Regions from separate parts of the Sus scrofa genome. Here all the other regions are linked to region 1. A link is a contact called in public HiChIP or PLAC-seq and promoter capture Hi-C data. All regions are on one chromosome and are shown on one strand. The core of a region is the stretch at or near the end of the contact, and the rest is flanking DNA. Distances in the headings are between cores, read along the strand shown. Region 1 holds the start of C14H10orf10 (protein DEPP). Region 2 holds the start of IPMK (inositol polyphosphate multikinase). Region 3 holds the start of ERCC6 (DNA excision repair protein ERCC-6).

Evidence for each region. Promoter capture Hi-C pulls out the DNA fragments that hold promoters and counts their contacts. HiChIP or PLAC-seq counts read pairs in DNA pulled down with a chosen protein or histone mark.
Region 2: a contact with region 1 is called in an H3K27ac HiChIP or PLAC-seq map of alveolar macrophages. The contact joins the promoter of IPMK here to the promoter of C14H10orf10 in region 1. A contact is called at or near these places in 1 of 5 promoter capture datasets (liver) and 1 of 2 datasets of contacts at active chromatin or transcription factors (alveolar macrophages).
Region 3: a contact with region 1 is called in a promoter capture Hi-C map of fetal liver, with 4 times the contacts expected there. The contact joins the promoter of ERCC6 here to the promoter of C14H10orf10 in region 1. A contact is called at or near these places in 1 of 5 promoter capture datasets (fetal liver) and 1 of 2 datasets of contacts at active chromatin or transcription factors (alveolar macrophages).

Annotation. Positions count from the first base shown.
Region 1 is chr14:91,116,796-91,119,965 of Sscrofa11.1, reverse strand. It overlaps C14H10orf10 (protein DEPP), which reads right to left and starts at 1,634. Exons shown (of 2, transcript XM_003359280.4): 1 at 986-1,634; 2 at 1-409. The coding sequence starts at 382. The region is part of intron 3 of RASSF4 (Ras association (RalGDS/AF-6) domain family member 4); the gene reads left to right.
Region 2 is chr14:92,381,799-92,384,968 of Sscrofa11.1, reverse strand. It overlaps IPMK (inositol polyphosphate multikinase), which reads right to left and starts at 1,498. Exons shown (of 6, transcript XM_021073222.1): 1 at 964-1,498. The coding sequence starts at 1,153. It overlaps CISD1 (CDGSH iron-sulfur domain-containing protein 1), which reads left to right and starts at 2,667. Exons shown (of 3, transcript XM_021073223.1): 1 at 2,667-2,870. The coding sequence starts at 2,846.
Region 3 is chr14:90,074,250-90,077,419 of Sscrofa11.1, reverse strand. ERCC6 (DNA excision repair protein ERCC-6) reads left to right here and starts at 1,509. Exons shown (of 23, transcript XM_021073703.1): 1 at 1,509-1,601.

The DNA of each region.
Region 1 (3,170 bases), core at 385-2,884:
GTCCAGTCCTCCTTGGCAGGTCCCTTCTACTTGGCCGCTTTTCCTGAGACTCCCCAAAGAGCCAGTCCAGGGGGTCAGCCGGGCCGGCCCTGGGCAGCACAGGCTGCTGGCCGCTGAAGTGGGTGGTGATGTCCTGAAGGGACCCATCAGAGCGGCTCTTCTCGCAGGAACGGCCTGGTCGGTGGGGTCTACGAGGCCGGGCCCAGGCTGCAGCCTCGTCCAGCACTGAGGTGGGCTGTGCCAGCTGACAAATGGACCTCACGTAGTCATCCAGGCTGGGGGAGGCAGGGGGTTCCTCTCCGGGCCCCACAGGCAGCATCTCCTCTGAGGTCTCCCGAATTGTGGGCAGATGGGGCACAGAAAGCAAGAGCCGGGACCTCATGGCTCCTTGCCACGGGGAAACTGCAAACTGTTGGTTGACAGAGGAAAGGGGATGAGACACTGCCAATACCCTGACACCCCTCCTGGGTCCCCTCCCCCATCTGAGGCTCCCTGTGTGAATTGTATGCCTGAGAGCAGTTTCAAGTCTACAGATACAAGAAGAGGCTTGAACTCCTGGACTTTTCCTTCCCCCTGATATTACTTCAGGCTCTATCCTTACTGTTGGGTAAGAACCTGTACAAATAAGAGAACCAAGCCTAAGAGACTGGAGTCAGAGAAAACTTGGGTTTCAAACCAAGCTCTGTACTTTCTGACCTGGGGTCCTTCGGCCAAGTCAGCTCTCCAAGCCTCCACTCATCTGAAAAACAGGGTTATAAATACCCACTCTCCAGGGCGCTGGGAGGAACATACGGAAGGACACCTCATGTGAAATCCGTTTATGAATATAACACTCCTTTATGAATATAATTGTCATGGCCACTAGCTGCGTCCTGTTCTCTAACCTGCAGTGAGGCTGTGCACGTCCCAGGCTGAGAACAGCCCTTGAAGCCCCACAAAGCCTCTCTGTTTTACCTCAAACCGGAGGGCAGTAGCTCTCTCTTACCTGTAGCTGAGGGGGCCTGGGGGTAGCAGGGATGCTGGATGGGCAAAGGAGTCCGAGGAAAGGTCCCAGGAAGCTTGGGGCAAAGAGATCGGGGTCCAGCGGTTGGACCCTGTGTCCCTCGTCAGATCGCTGGCCGGAGGAAAACGAGGATGATGTACCACGGCCTCTGTCCCATGTACTGCTGTCCAGAGCGGAGTCCCTCCCAAGCTGTCTGGCGAACTTTGAGGCTGGCAGTTGCTTTTATACCTTTCCACCAGCAATCAATTACTGTCACGAGGGCCAAAAATAGCAGGGCTCAGGAAGGCTCTCAGAGGAAAACAGCTTGGCAGGCGGGGCCTGGCCCAGCTGCCAGCTTGGAGCAAGTGTTTATGCCTGTGGGAGGTTCTGGGAATGTTTACTCTGCAGGGCCGGGGTGGGGCGGCCACAAGTCCTGGCCACTTCAGGCCACTGGGAGAGGCAGGGACTCCACTGGGCTCCCACAAGCAGCCCTAGGACCTGCCACCGCTGCCTAGAAATGTTTCCATTATATCTTCCACCAGCATCCTGCAACCCCAGGACACTGGCCCTGTGCTAGCTTAGATAGAGACCTGGGCCTGCACCTGCTAGAGGGCTTGCCAGACAGGGCAGTGCAAGGAGGTAGCCAAGGCCAGGCTTCCTGGGCCTTCTAGGAGTCAAGATGTGCCCACCTTCGTCTGGAACTAAGGACAGCCTGTGGAGTCCTGGTCTTGCCACTTCCCAGGGGTGGTGCTTTCAAATGAGAACTGGCAGCTTATTTGTTCCCCAGGTATCTAACTAGTATTCCTGTGTACCAGCGACTGTTCTATACGTAGCAGTGAACAAGTCATTGTGTCCCAGAGCTTAATTTTTAGTGCAGGAGAGCAGTAAGTACTTGGTGAATAGGTGCTGTAATGTTGGGCGTTGATTATGGCTGCAAAGAAAAGTCCAGCTGCACTGTGGTAGAGAGGTCAGGAGTGTGTTCGCTGAAAGGGGACATTGAGCAGAGAGCTGAGCAAATGAAGGCCGTGCCTTCCCAGCCAAGGGGGCAGCATGTGCAGAGCCACTGTGGAGAGTCTGCTGGGCATGCTCAGGGGACAGCCAGGGGCCACATGGTTGGCCCATGGTGGGGTGGGGTAGGCCAGTGGGTCTTGGCATGGACATTGGTTTTCTCTCTGAAGGTAATAGTAGGACTGCAGTGTTCCATTGAGGGTGCAAGAGTCTGGCTTCTGCTTCAAAGGATTGACTTAGCCGCTGCTCATGGGCTTTCAAGGGACAGCTAACAGGGAGACTGGGGAGCACCCAGGCCACTGCCAATGACTAGGGATGAGTGTGTCAGCACAGGAGGCTGCTGAGGATGAGGTGGGAAACCCTGGGGAAGCTCTTGTAAAGAGCCAGTACCAGTACTTCTCAGACAGGCCTCAGGCCATACTCCCATCATGGGCCCTCCTGGAAGACACCTGTCTTGTATCCACAGGCAGAGGACAGAAAGCAGTCATTGATACAACAGCCCAAGCCTGAGGTCTGATTGATGGATCCCAGGTGCTGAGCAAACAGGAGGACCTGACAGTCCCAAGTTCATGTATTCTGGATAGGGTATTCCTGATGGACTGAGGCATGGGGCCAGCCAGCTGGGAGATCAGGATTTCTGTTAAACGTGGCAGTTCCCACCTTGATGGCTCTTCTATCTGGAGGCTTCTGTAGAGCCTCTCTGGCTCTCTTAGGTTTTGTTAGCAATTAGCAAATTAGCCAGTAGGCTGAATTGAGGAGGGAAGTGTTGACGAGTGTATTAGAGCCCACAGTGATTTCCCAGCTTATAGAAATCCCAGGTCTTGGGACCTGTGTTCTAGTCCTGCCTCTGCTGCCACATCCTTCCCCACCTGCCTGGGAAGGCTTCCCAGGGGCCTAGAGGTCCCTCTCCTCTATGCTGGGCTTCCTCTGATTTGATCCAAGAAGCTTCAGGCTGAGAGGACCTCCCCTCCATTCCAATGGGGTCAGACTGAAGGCTAACGGAGAGGTGGCGGGGGGGGCTCGGACTGGGGGCACCTATGCTGCCTATGCAGGGGCACCAGCCTTGAGCCACTTCAGTCAAGCCAAACCCCAGCACAGCTGAGCCCTGACCTCAGAGGCAGGAGCACAGCCTCAGCCCTTTGCTTCCTAGAGCAAGGCCCCTGTCTCCCTCTTCATGGCA
Region 2 (3,170 bases), core at 249-2,748, 1.3 Mb before region 1:
TGACAGTATTATCTTACCAGCCTAAACCGGAATCATCTTACCAGAAGAAACCAAATTGTTCTTTGTGGTTTCCAGGTATAAGAGCCGCATTATTCACATATTCATCTGATTCCCCATGTAATCATGGCCTAGGAACCAGTTTGAGTAAGCTGGGTGAATTACAGTTCCTAAACTGAATTTTTACACCACCAAGAGAATAAAAAGGCCCTAGATTGTGCTTTTAACTCTGTGAGCTAAAAAAATGTATTAGAAAGGCCACGATACAGTCTTACAAAGATGACCAAGAATAACTGAATGTCTTATCCTTGTACCATGCTACAAGCAGGCTCTATTTCCCCCTGTGTTTCAGCATTACTGGAACCACGCCTCCCAAAGAAATGCAGGAGGTATCAGAAAAGCCTCTCGAGGAGGCTAGGAGAGAGATCCCGGATAAGCTGGGACTTGCTTTCAAAACAAAACAAAACCCAAACAAACAAACATTAAAAAAAAAAAAAAAACCTGTTTTTTCCTCCCCTCCAGCTATGCAGCTGCACCCAAAAGAGAAGCACTAGATTACCATCATCTGCATTTCATTCCTGTTCTTTTGCAATACTAGCTACCCGCCTATAATAAACAGACCTTGTGCTCTGGGGATAATTTACTTCCCGTCCTGTAAAGATGAAGTTCCTTATTTTCACCAACAACGAATCGGTACTCACCCTCCCTGGGGAGTCTAGACACTCCTCTTCTCGCCACCTCCCGCTGCCGGCCTGACGCCCCACACCCAAGAAATGTCCCCACTTTTCCAGCCCCTGGTGCACGCACTGGTCGCGAGGCTCTTGGTGGAAAGCGGAAGAGACCGGGGGTGCGGCTTGAGGGCGCGGAGGGGCGCCTCCCCAGCGGGTGAGCACCAGGCTGCCTCGGTCGGCCGGGGTCTCTCGAAGGCGGAAGGGGAGCAACGAACGCCGCGCCACCCCCACTTACCCACTTTGTCCTTCCCGTACATGTGCCCAGCCACCTGATGCGAGAGGGGCACGCAGCCGTTGAGGAAGCGGAGCCTGCCGCCAGCCGGCTTCGGGGTACCCTCGGGGGCGGCCTCGCTCGCCGCTGGGGTCCGCATTTCTGGGGGGCCGGGAGCCTCGAGCCGGAGAGGGGATGGTGGCTCCGTTGCCATAACGGAGAGCTGAAGCGGTTAGCGGCAGTGAGAGCAGGGGGGTAAATAGGGCGGAGGGAGGGGGCGCCGAGAACCGAGGGTCGCTCAGTCTCGGCCGCGAGGAGGCCCGGGGGTTTCTGCGGCTGGTGGCCGCTGTGGCCCGATGAGGGGGCCCATGACGCCGCAGAGGCGCGGGCGCTCCCCTGCCCAACTCTGGGCAGAGCGCGGCTCCCTGCTCCCTCAGCTCCGCCGCCGGCCCCGGCGCAGCCCCGGAGACGGATCCGAGCGGATGAGCTGCGGCTGCGGCGCCCCGCGCTCCCAGGGGCCTTGACGGCGACGGCGGCCCCACCTCCCGCGCCCCCGCCCCCTCCCGCCGTCCTCCAGTCCCCTTAGCTGCCGCGCGCGCGTCAGCGCCGCCTGCACCGCCGCCTCCGCCGCAAGCTTCCGACTGCGCGACCAGCGGCCGCTGCCGCCACTGAGCATGCCCAGAGGCCGCCCGACGGGACCCCCGCGGCGGGGCGTGCGCCCCGGCCGCCAGGGCGAGCGGAAGGCGACCTGGATGCTGGGAAGACGCTGGCGGCCTTTCTTGTCCCCACCCTGACTGGCCGTGTGACGCCTGCAGGGCTGTTGTGTCCTCATTCATTCAGTGCGCGTTTGCACGCTTACCGGGGTCCGGCTCAAAGATGCCAGAGGCTCCCAATTGTGAGGACCAGTCAGTCCCGCGTTAGGAGAGTTAGGAGGGTGGCTGTGCCCAGGATGACTTGTGAGGCCACCCTTTAACTGCGATTACCTCCCTACAATCCCCAGCCGCACAGATACAACAGGAGTAAAAACTGGCAGTTTCTTAGCAGACGCGCCTGCAAAACACCCTTCAAGTAATACTATACCCCCTCCGAAAATTGGTGCCCCTAAGCAACTAAGAAAAGAAAGAAAAAGAAACCGACACCTATATCAGACTGCAAAAGATAAGGAATAATCTTTTTTAAGTGATCATTTTTTTTCTCTTAATGAAAAGAGCCAGGTTTTTTTCCCCTCCCTCAACACGAAGTTGTGTTAAGGCAAGGTCCCTTACGTTAAGGCAAGATCCAAGGTCCTCAATAGATGGAGAATTGGGTAGGCAGAAAAAAGGGATGCACAGTGGGAGCGAGGGGAGAGCCTAGAATGAGACATCACAGTGGGTTCCTGTGTCTGTCACTGGCATTTCATATAACTGGACTTCGCCCTGCAGGTACCAGACTAAACAAGAAAATGTGGGGTAAAACCTTAGATATCTGATTTTGGCAAGTGTTACATCAGCACTTGTTCTCGGTCCAGAGAAATCCGCGCACCTGGGAGAAACATAAAACCTGGCCTGGACTCCCTATTCCAAAGGCCCTTTTCCTGGGCTCCAGAACCAAGCGCCTAAGGATTGCGCAAACTCAGTTGCTACCTCTCTAGGTCGCTACTTCTCTAGGTCTCTCCCTCCTCCCCCCTCCTGCGGCTGTCAAAATCCGGACTCAAGATCTCCCAAAGGCCCGGGACACAGCTCTGCGCATGCTCAGCACTAGCCTGACGGATAATACACACGTGCTTACCGATCGTCGCGGCGCCTGCGCGGTAGCAGCCTGGAGTCGGTGCCCTTAGGACCGTCGCTGGTCGCCCCTTGACTCCCGCTGTCCGCGCGAGCCGGTTTGTGCTCAGCGTCCAGTGCACATCCTTGCAAGCGACGGCGCCATGAGTACGACTTCCAGCGTACGAGGTGAAGTGGGGCCTGGGAGTGGGTAAGGCTGGCGGCCTGCGCACCGATTGCAGATCCCTCAGCGCCTCTTTGGGCTGTTACTGCCGCTCGCTCTGCGCGCCCGCCGGTCCTGTAACCTTGAGATGCAGAAGGGCAAGCGTTCCGCTGGCCTTCGGGCTCCCCGGACCGCACGGGGAAAAGAGCAAGATCAGAGTATGATCTCCAGGCATAAGTGGCATGGGGGCCATGCAGGCATCTACCCAGTTTTAGACCGCATTTCCCCAAACTAGCTAAACCCTAAATCCTAACGATTCTTGCTCT
Region 3 (3,170 bases), core at 260-2,759, 1.0 Mb after region 1:
CTGGGTCCTTAACCCACTGAGTCATAGCGGGAACTCCAACCTCATTTTTCACTTAACAGTTTTTAGGGTCTTTGAAAGACTTTATCTCCAAACACAAATTCTGAGGTACAGGGGGTCAGAATTTCAAATGAATTTAAGGGGATGCAATTTAGCACAAAACAGATGGGAAGAGAGGCTCCTGGTCTCTTGCTAACCCCAGGGTTACTATGCCATCCTTAGTTGTTTTCCTAAACCCTGCCTACACCTTTGTAAACATTATAAATTTTCCTCAACTACCCAGTCTCAGTGTACCACCTGCATCTTGTCCAAATTTTGAATGATACATAGGGGCTCACCAAAATAGTACACATTAAAAAGGGGACTTCATTTTCAAAATGGTTGGGAACCACTATATATCTGGGAGAATCTGATTTCATAGCCAAGCATTAGAACTAATATCTTACCAATGTGTTACTGTTTCCAGTATTTTATTCTATTCAAGAGATCACTACAATTATTTCTTTTTAAAGAACAAGTTATATTTTCCTGTGCAATGGCTCCAGACATGTAGGTTGGCACTGCTAACGGGAGAATACACTGAGCATAATCAAGTACACTTCCCAACTCTCCTTTCTTGTCCACCTTCAGGCTTCAAAATGAGGAAGACATTTCCCTACCTAGTCCTCAAACGTCCTCCCACAACCACTGCCACTCCCAAAGGACTTAAGGCTCTGGCCCCTGGAAAATCCACCTCTCCTGGAGCAGGAATCCCCAGGCTAAGAAGTTGCTGTGTGGCACAACTGTCACCCATTCTGGGTTACTCCTTGCTCAGGTGGCGCTCAATTTCCTCCCTTTGTTCTGAACCTGTGCGTGAACATTTCATTTCTTCAAATGCTCTAAGCTAAACTCTCACCTTGCTCAAAATCGTCCTCACCTCTTTGACCTGAGGATAAATATTAAATGACTGACTCTCTAATGCAATCAAGACATTCCTGTAGGCCCACTTGCACACACACTACCAACTGTGTGTGTGTGGCGGGGCGGATGGAGAGGGGGAACAGAGGTAAATCAGTCCTCTTCCTATTCTTCACTTGCTAACAGCCGTGCCAGATGACCAAAGAGAGGTCACAACGTCTACTTCGCGTGGATATTAAAACTTGTAACGTTCTCCAGCTCTCTTCGCCAAGCTTACCTTCTCTTTAGGGTTCACGGTTTTAATGTAAGCACTTACGTTAGCACCGCACACTCGTATACCTCTCTCTTTCTCTGGAAACATGCCCTTTAATTCTTATAACCGTCTTCCCAGAGAGGTATTTTTCACCACGAGTAAGGCGCCGGCCACAAACCACTGGTCATCAGCCTAGACAACATTCACAACCTACTAGAACGTAGAAGGGCTGGGTTGCATGATACAATGTGGCTTCGCTCGCAGTTCAAAATAAACCCTAGAGGCCGGCGCATGCGCCACAGGCCCCAGCCGCTCCAGCCCAATGGCTCCTGTTGGGGGCGGTGCTTAAGGCGGACGGAAGACGCATGCGCCGCGGCCGGCCCCGTCCGGTTCTACCGTGCTGGCGGCGGCCGCTGCATCTACGTGTCGGTACGGGTGGCCGCGCGGCCCTGGGGTGAGTGTTCTGGCGGCCGGGTTGATCCTCGGTCGGGACACGTCTGGGGCCCGCTGGGGCTCCCCAGGCGGCCCCGACCCCTCCTTGACTCCTGGCTGGGGTGAAGGAGCCCATTCGCTCAGGCAGCCAGGAGCCGGCCCTCGGGCGGAGCGCGCGCCCTGCGTGCCAGCCCACCTGCGCCGGAAATGACGCTGCGGCGCGCTCATCTGGGGGGACCTGGGGTCCCAACCTTTGGGTGTGCGTGAGGCGGGCGAACTGGCGAGTGAGTGTCAACTTTTCGGCTTTGCGTTCTGCCCCCACGCGCAGAATCAGCTCGGCCTTTGATCTCGATTGAAACAGTAGCGTTGTTATTTGAAAAGAGAATCGGTATATATGTCACAGCTACTGCAGGCATGGGTATGATAAAGTGGGAGTATGTGAAGGAAATTGAGCAGTCTGCATTGAAATGCCGTAACAAAGATTTCCTATGTAGCATCCATCTTCACTGCTGTCACCCTGTTCCAGGCTCCTGTCACTTTTCATCCGTACGTGTCCCAACATGTCCGTGTTGCACTGTTTCCTCCAATCCTTTATCCATACCGCAGCCCAGGTGTCTTTTACAAATATAAATTGAGCCATGCCCGTCTTCTGCCTGTTTAAAACGCTTCAGAGTCACTCCATTACACTTGGAGACAAATTTAAGTTCGTTTTTCCAGGCCATGTGTGATCTGGCCCTTGTCTACCCTCCATCTTCACTTATGCCTCTTCCCCTCCCGGGTATGCACGTATACAACCAGACCTCCAAACCAGAATCCAGCGCATGCCACAGAGCCCCAGTGCTTAAAGGAGGACAATGAAGACGCTGTTTTCTCAGATGATTAAGCCTTGTAGAGTGTGACAAGATATTCTGTAGAATTTACACAATAAATGGAGTCATTATTATCTCCTTTAACTCTGATATTCATGTAAAATAAAATCAAAACTTCTGCTCCAGCCTTCTTCCATTTTTCCAAACACACCAGCTCCTACCAGCCTTAGAAATTACACATGCTGTTTCTTTGCAAAATGTTCACTTTTGGCCTGTTAACTCCTCTTTATCCTTCAGATACTGGGTCAAATATCACTTTATCAAGAGGCCTCTACACCTCATGCCTAACTCCACATTGTCATTTAGCCTCCTCTGTTATTTTGTCATACAGAATCCTGTACTTTCCTTTTACAGCAGTTATTATAATTAGATTTGTGTGTGTGTCTGTGTTTAGTTTAAATACGAATACATATTTATATATGCAAGTGTATATATGTATAGATTTCGTAAAATTCATGTCTTCCGCAAGAGACTTTAAGCTCTTATGGGACAGAAACTAGTGAACCTGGTACATTGCCCTGTGTAATTGACTCTCAATAAATACTCATTGAATGGATAACTTGTTTCACTTCTGAAACTCTTTACCTCTGATGAAAACCTAGTTTTCAACTTCTATTCCCAGGAGACTTGCTCTTTGGTCTCCAGTCACTCTGCAGGGGGTTTCTTGATACCTTCCTTCCTATCTTATCATCCTCCCACCCACCTTCCCTCCCTCTTCCAGC